Linked DNA regions of Sus scrofa: region 1 is linked to region 2. The links are chromatin contacts, called in public HiChIP or PLAC-seq maps. All regions are on one chromosome and are shown on one strand. Each heading gives the region's core, a stretch centred on a gene start, on an enhancer-like site or on the middle of the called end of the contact. The rest is flanking DNA. Distances are from core to core; before and after follow the strand shown.

Evidence for each region. HiChIP or PLAC-seq counts read pairs in DNA pulled down with a chosen protein or histone mark.
Region 1: an H3K27ac HiChIP or PLAC-seq map of alveolar macrophages shows a contact between it and region 2. The contact joins the promoter of KMT2B here to the promoter of COX6B in region 2. A contact is called at or near these places in 2 of 47 Hi-C or Micro-C datasets (embryonic fibroblasts and epiblast stem cells) and 1 of 2 datasets of contacts at active chromatin or transcription factors (alveolar macrophages).

The regions. Positions count from the first base shown.
Region 1 is chr6:45,145,403-45,149,246 of Sscrofa11.1, forward strand. KMT2B (histone-lysine N-methyltransferase 2B) reads left to right here and starts at 1,461. Exons shown (of 38, transcript XM_003127067.5): 1 at 1,461-1,823; 2 at 2,937-3,009; 3 at 3,243-3,844. The coding sequence starts at 1,461. It overlaps ZBTB32 (zinc finger and BTB domain-containing protein 32), which reads left to right. Exons shown (of 5, transcript XM_021097176.1): 5 at 1-501. The coding sequence ends at 184.
Region 2 is chr6:45,090,509-45,094,250 of Sscrofa11.1, forward strand. COX6B (COX6B protein) reads left to right here and starts at 1,424. Exons shown (of 4, transcript NM_001097497.2): 1 at 1,424-1,475; 2 at 3,146-3,321. The coding sequence starts at 3,216.

The DNA of each region.
Region 1 (3,844 bases), core at 211-2,710, 55 kb after region 2:
CCTGCGGACGCACGGGGCCGCACCCTACCGCTGCCCTCTGTGCAAAGCCGGCTGCCCCAGCCTGGCCTCCATGCAGGCGCACATGCGCGGCCACTCGCCCAGCCAGCTCCCACCAGGATGGACCATTCGCTCCACCTTCCTCTACTCCTCCTCCTCCTCCTCCAGACCCTCTTCCTCCACCTGACGGATTGTCAGCAGCTTCTTTGGCTTCAGTTAAATGTACAATTAAAGAATGTAAGACAGGACGGGTGGGCCAGCTGGGCGTCTGACCCCGCACCGCGGCTACGGCTGAGCCTACCAAACTCAGCTAGCTCCAAGAAGCGCCGCAAGAGGGGCGCCGAGAGCTCTCTCTCGGTTGACTGCGGATCGCAGAAGCCCGGGCTGGCGAACCTGTGTTGAGTGACGGCAGTGAAGTTTGCATGAGTGAAAGTTAACTGTGCGGGGACTGGCGGTTTCATCACCAAAATAAAGAGTTTCTTGTGCCCCCCCCAGGACCATAAAGCCGAGTCCAGACTTTAGTCTGCCCGCGGTGAGCAACCTTGCCCCTGGTCCTGCAGCGACCCCTGGTGGCTCATCGCGGCAGCCACCGCCCCGTCTCCCGGGGCTCTCTGTCCTCCTCCGGAAGCAGCGGGACGCGAGGACTCGGTGTCTTGACCGACTTAGCAGCAAGCCCTGTGGGGGGAGGCTGTGAGAACACAAGTTACTCGTCCCTTCTACAGCAAGCAGTGGCACGCGAAGTCTGAGTCTGGGCCTCCTGGCCCGGGAGTTCGAAAGGAACGTGTTTCTGCCCTGCTTTCGGCTACCCGCCTCCTTTTCTTGAGCACAAGGGCCAAACGGCCGCACGACCTCCCCAGCATCTCTGCTGCGGGGTCGAGCCCGGAACTGAGACTAACCCTTTGCCCCCGCCCCTAATCCAGCCCACGCCTCTTACAGTCGCGAACTTCACTTCCCAGCGTCTCTGGGGTTCCCAGGGTCTGAAGCCCACTGCACCCTGGGAGTGGTAGTTCATATGGGTCTCTGGCCTAGGCAAGAACAATGGGAGGAGTCTGGGATGAGAACCACACCTCCCGGCAGCAGAGGATGCTGGCTTTCTGGGTCCGGCCAGGACCCCGTAGTCCCAGCTCTCGCGGCCCTAGCTCTCCGCGGAAGGAGCGAGGTGGTCGGACTACATTTCCCTGAGACCTCTGCGCCTCACCCTCTCCCGCCGCGACGCGGGGGTCTGTGCTCTTCAGGTGCGGTTTAAAAGTGACGGCCAGCCGGCCGGCCTCGGACTCCCGCTCCCGTGGTGCCCCGCGCGTGGCCGGCCCAGCCCCCGGCTCCTGCCGGCCGGGCGGCGGCGCTGGTTGTTGTCGTGAGCCGCGGCCGCCCCGCCCCTCCTCTGCTTTCCCCCCCGCCCCGACACGAGCCCTGCGCACGGGCCGCCCCTCCCCCGCCTCCCCGGCCCCTCTCACGGTGCCAAGATGGCGGCGGCGGCGGGCGGCGGCAGTTGCCCCGGGCCTGGCTCCGCGCGGGGCCGCTTCCCAGGCCGGCCGCGGGGCTCCGGCGGGGGCGGGGGCCGCGGCGGACGGGGCAGCGGGGCCGAGAGAGTGCGGGTAGCTCTGCGGCGCGGCGGCGGCGCGGCAGGGCCGGGCGGAGCCGAGCCCGGGGAGGACACGGCCCTGCTCCGTTTGCTGGGGCTCCGCCGGGGCCTGCGCCGGCTCCGCCGCCTGTGGGCTGGCCCGCGCGTTCAGCGGGGCCGGGGCCGGGGCCGAGGCCGCGGCTGGGGCCCGAGCCGGGGCTGCCTGCTGGAGGAGGAGAGCAGTGACGGGGAGTCCGACGATGAGGTGAGGCAGTCGGAGGCGTCCCCAGCGCCTGGCGGGCGGAGGCCGGGGGCTTCCAGGGGTCTGGGTGGTCCTGAGGGGTGGTGTGGGGAAGCGGGATCCTCAGGACTCTGAGGAGGGAAAGGGCCTTAGAAATAGGCATGGGAGGAGATCGGCTGCACGGAGCTGTCGATGGAAGGGGCCTCTGAAAGTGCATAGAGAAGCTCGGGCTGCAGCTTACACTTGGGCCCGAGGCGGGTCCTGCAGAAGTGCCCTGGGCTGCTCCTTCTTGGTAGTTGGCAAAGCTAGGGCAGGTGAGGTTTGGGCGAGGAGGCTGTAGGAACTGCATGCCCAACCAGTGGTGGTTGACAGCAGCAGCGTGGCTTTACTGGACCCAGGCTGGGGCTCTCTGGGCTCCTACCTGCCGGGTGCCCCGCCCAGCCTCAAAACCTCGGACACATCCCTGATTTCACTAGTGCCCCGATTCCTCTTCTGACCTAAAGTGGAGCGAAGGTAGAATGGTGAAGAGCTTTCTCTTGGGGGCACAGGTTGCAGAGAAATGGAGTGAAGACTGAGAGTGAGCACTCTAGCAGGTTTGAGTTTAATTCAGGGTTTATCACTAGCCTTTGAGAAAAGGCAGGAAGGTATGGGTTGTGTTACTTAGGACAGTTTGTGGCGTTCGGAGCATATAATATGAGAAACCACTTGTTACACACATGGACACCTCACTTGGGTGCCCCAGTTCCCATTTTCATTCAAAAAGAAACTGTAGCTTTAGAGGGTGAACAGAGGTCCCACTTTTTTCCCCAAGTTGGGGTATGAGGGAATCTGAGGGTTGTGCTTACTACCTGACCTGAGAAGACACTGTTCTATTCCCTTTGGGCCAGTGAACCACTGATGGCTCTGCTGGTGTGGTCTGGAACCCGGGATGAAGGCTCACAATATTCTCTACCTCCATCCTTAAGAAGAGATCGTGTTTTCTCTTCCCCTCACCTTTGAGCCTCGTTAGTTCTTTTGTAAATAGGGACACGTTAAGGGGGAAGCTGGGGATATTCCTCAATACCTGAGTTTCAGGTGAAACGAGGGCTTTGGCACTGACTGCTGTTTCTCCCCTCCACCCCTGGTCCCCTAAATCAGGAGTTTCAGGGTTTTCATTCAGATGAAGATGTGGCCCCCAGTTCCCTGCGCTCTGCGCTCCGATCCCAGCGAGGTGAGTGATGGGGAAACTCTACCTCTGTAGCTTTACAGGAATGTTACTCTTGCTCTTCATGTCAGCTCTTCCCTGCTCAACTAGAGTCTCCACCAATTACCAAGTGTGTTCTGTGTTCAAAGCCCAAGCTAGACTGGCTGTGGGGGAAACAGACTTAGTCCCTGCCCTCCTGGAGTCTTCCTCAGTCCTCAGGGCTAGCTTGACCCATCTCCCCACACCTATTCTCCTTTTAGGTCGAGCCCCCCGAGGTCGGGGCCGCAAGCATAAGACGACCCCCCTTCCGCCTCCTCGCCTAGCAGATGTGGCTCCTACTCCCACAAAGACTCCTGCTCGGAAACGGGGTGAGGAGGGCAGAGAACGGATGGTGCAGGCACTGACTGAACTTCTCCGGCGGGCCCAGGCCCCCCCAGCCCCCAGGAGCCGGGCATGTGAGTCCTCCACCCCCCGTCGGTCTCGGGGACGGCCCCCAGGACGGCCAGCAGGCCCCTGCAGGAAGAAGCAACAAGCAGTAGTGGTGGCAGAAGCAGCTGTGACAATCCCCAAACCTGAGCCCCCACCTCCTGTTGTTCCAGTAAAACACCAAACTGGCAGCTGGAAGTGCAAGGAGGGGCCCGGCCCAGGTCCTGGGACCCCCAAGCGTGGAGGACAGTCTGGGCGAGGAGGCCGTGGAGGCAGGGGCCGAGGCCGAGGTGGGCTCCCCCTCGTGATCAAGTTTGTTTCAAAGGCCAAAAAAGTGAAGATGGGACAATTGTCCTTGGAACTTGAATCAGGTCAGGGTCAAGATCAACATGAGGAAAGCTGCCAGGAGGCCCCCCAAGGAAGAGTTGGATCTGGA
Region 2 (3,742 bases), core at 174-2,673:
GTGAGCTGTGGTGTAGGTCACAGATGCGGCTCAGATCCCACATTGCTGTGGCTCTGGCGTAGGCTGGTGGCTACAGCTCCGATTAGACCCCTAGCCTGGGAACCTCCATATGCTGTGGGAGCGGCCCAAGAAATGGCAAGAAGACAAAAAAAAAAACAAAAAAAGTATATATTTATATATATATATCTCAACGTGGCTGGAGGGAGGACCATGGGTCAGTTCACAAAGGATCTGCGGACAACTATAAATATAATAAAATTCATTGAATTAAAAAAAAAAAGGATCTGTGAACCATATTAAGGAGCCTGGACTTTGTTAGAGGGTTTGGGGGGGGGGTTAAACAAAGAAATTTGGGCTTTAGGAAGATCTCATTGAAAGGGATGAATGCAGGCATGTAAACAAATAATTACAATCCTGATGAACACAGAATGCAGGAGGCCCCCAATCCAGTTAAGCCTGACACTGCCAAGTATTTTATTGGGTGGCTACTTGCTCTCCGTCCCCCATGCAGTTAGGATGGTGTAGGCCTGGTACGCAGCCTCCAAAACATAATGTGCCTTCTAAGGTTTGGGGAAACATGATAATAAGCAGGAAGATGGAGTCTGGGCATTCCTCATATAGGGATGAACGACCCTGGGAGAAAGAATGGCTTGTTTTTAATTCCTTAAGAATGATTTGTTTGCAATCCCCAGTAATTGAATTTCCAATTGGAAGTTCCAATTTTCTTTTCTTTTTTGCTTTTTAGGGCCGCACTGGTGGCATATGGAGATTCCTAGGCTAGAGGTCCAATTGGAGTTGCAACCGCCGTCCTAGCCACAGCCATAGCAACGCAGGATCCAAGCGTTGTCTGTGACCTACACCACAGCTCACCGCAACGCTGGATCCTCAACCCACTGAGCAAGGCCAGGGATCGAATCCGCAACCCCATGGTTCCTAGCTGGATTTTTTTCCTCTGTGCCATAACGGGAACTCCTGGAAATTCCAATTTTCCAATTGACCCAGTAATAATCATAACGAGAATAGGGATTTTTGTGTTTTCTTCAGCTATGCGTCCCAACACTTAATAGAAATATTTGGCACAGAGTAAACGTTCAATAAATGATTATTGCATGAATAAGAGTATTTCCGTTGGGATAGTTTCTCCACAGGGGGACTCTCCCTCCAGGACAGGACCCTGAGCCCTTCTCTCTCGGTAAGGACGGGGAGGAGACGAGACTGCGCCCACGGCTTGGAACCGCTTCAGCTCACGATTGGGCTGGGAGTGAGGACGAACAGGCATTCGGACCAATAGAAGGTCGGAGTTCTCTTGCATGGGCGTGGCCTAAGTGCTTCTGGACCAGCCCAGCCCCGCGGAAGACTCCCTTGTACCGCGTCTCGTCCCGCTTCCGGCCGGTCTTTATTCCGCTTCCGGTCCGACGCCGGCGTCTTTGCTGAGGGTCACATTGAGCTTCCAGCGGTTTCAGGCGCGACTCTAGGTGAGTGTCGAGGCCTCGGGGGCCTGGAATCCCAGCCTGGGGACTCAAGAGTCCGACCCTTGCTTCCCAGGGAATGAGATGAGGTTTCCGGCCGACGGCAGCAGGCCTCCCGGGCCCGGGGGGGTCTCTTCAAGTTAATAGTCGTAGCTAACGATTATTTAGTTTTTCCTCAATGCCTGGAACATTCCAGGCGACTTACATTGATTCATTTAATCCTCCCTCCAGCTCTATGAGGTAGGGCCTGTGATTATCCCTTTTTGACAGGGAGGCAACCGCAGTTCAGACAGTAAGCGGTTTAGCCAGAGGTCAGGATTTGGACCTAGTAGTTTGCACTGCAGGGCTTTTAATCACCAGATGTACCCCCTGTGGTTTGCCTGGGCTGTGGCATGGCTTCTTGGTGTCTGGCGCCTCCACCCCCTTAGACGTTGGAGGGGCCACAGCGGTACTCCCAGTCTACCGCACTCCTGAAATCGGGTGGATCTCGCTTCCAAAATAATTCTTCCGATCGTGTGTGTGTCCCAGCTGCTGGAGTTCCAGATAGCCCCGCTCCCGGAAAGACTCCATTTCGATGGCCCCGATCCCTACCACTACCTTGAGTCGCTTGGATTTAACATCAGTCCACTCACCTCTATGTAATCCCAGGACTTCTCTAATCATCTGGAATAGAGGCAATTTCTTTCAGGTTCCCTGACGAAAACTGTATCACCTCATTAGAAATTCTGTCATAGGTTTTTAACTCTGGGTTCACAGAATCCATAGAATTCAAGGGGTTCTAGTTCTTGAATGGGGGAAATTTTACATCTATATTTTTACTAATCTCTTATTGAAATGTAGCGTTTCCTTCAGTTAGGAGTGGAGGCAGTGGCCATAGTCGTATTAGCATCATTAAAACCACAGGTCATCTTATATCCCATTACAGTTGTAGATGTCACAAAATATCATTTTCATTCCTTTTTTTTAAGGCTGCCCCCAGGGCATATGGAAGTTCCCAAGCTGGGGGGGTGGAATCGGAGCTGCAGCTGCCAGCCTACACCACAGCCATAGCAGCTCAGGATCCTTAACCCACTGAGCAATGCCAGGAATCAAATCCACATCCTCATAGATTCTAGTGGGGTTCGTTACCACTGAGCCACCACGGGGACTCCCTCACTCATGACTATTTCGAAATTGTGTAGTTAAGTCCTCAGCTGCATATAACGGTTTTCTTTGTGATCCTTTGCAACTTCTAAATACATTTAAACATATTCTGAGAAAGGGTTCATTAGATCCCTGGGGAGTTCATGGCAGGGATCAAGATTAAGAACCCCTGCAGTGTAGGTTATGTCAGTGATGGAGTGCAGCTCCACGGCATGTGTGCTCTCTGACCTTGGGATGTCACTTAAACACCCTGTCTCTTTGTGAAACAGTAATAGTAATAGTTCCTGCCTTTTAGAGTGACTGTAGGAATAAAGCATCCTTGCCAATAGTCAGCACTCGGTGAGTGTCAACTAGTGTTATTTTGGGACAGATAAGGCCTGATTTTACCAGAGAGTTGAGCCCCCCACCCCTACCCTGCTGTGACTTCCACACTTTGCGTGTTCTTGCCTGCCTTTCATCTCTGTGTGCATGTTGAAAGGAAGGGGGCCTTGGCCTGGCTTGACTTGGTCACACCCAGCCTGTTCTGCATCCAGCCTCCACTGGGCCTGAGTGGACTGAGAGCCCTACCAGCATCCATTCTCTTTGGCCCCAGGAGTCAGCACTATGGCAGAAGACATCCAGACCAAAATCAAGAACTACCAGACAGCTCCTTTTGACAGCCGCTTCCCCAACCAGAACCAGACCAGGAACTGCTGGCAGAACTACCTGGGTGAGCAGGACATGGGTTGGAGCGGGCGGGGGCAATGTTGACCTTCCCCTGGTCCCACACCTCAAGTCACCTACCTCTTGCCTCCTCCTAGGGGTCCTTCTGCATCCTAGGCCACTTTTATTCTGAACATTCCTACCTTGCAGGGCCCACGCCCCTCCTCACCAGCTGTGTGTTCAAGATCTGGGCCAGTGGCACAAACTTTGGTTCCCGCAATGATTTTGTGTTTTGTTTTGTAAAAAACAAAAGGTTTTTTTTTTTTTTTTTGGCCATGGCATGCAACAGTTTGACGTGGGATATGGGATCGCAGTTCCCAGACCAGGGTTTAAACCCAGGTTGCAGCAGTGAAGCTCTGAGTCCTAACCACTAGACCACCACGAAGCTCCCCCTCGATGGTGTGTGTGTGTGTGTGTGCGCGCGCGTG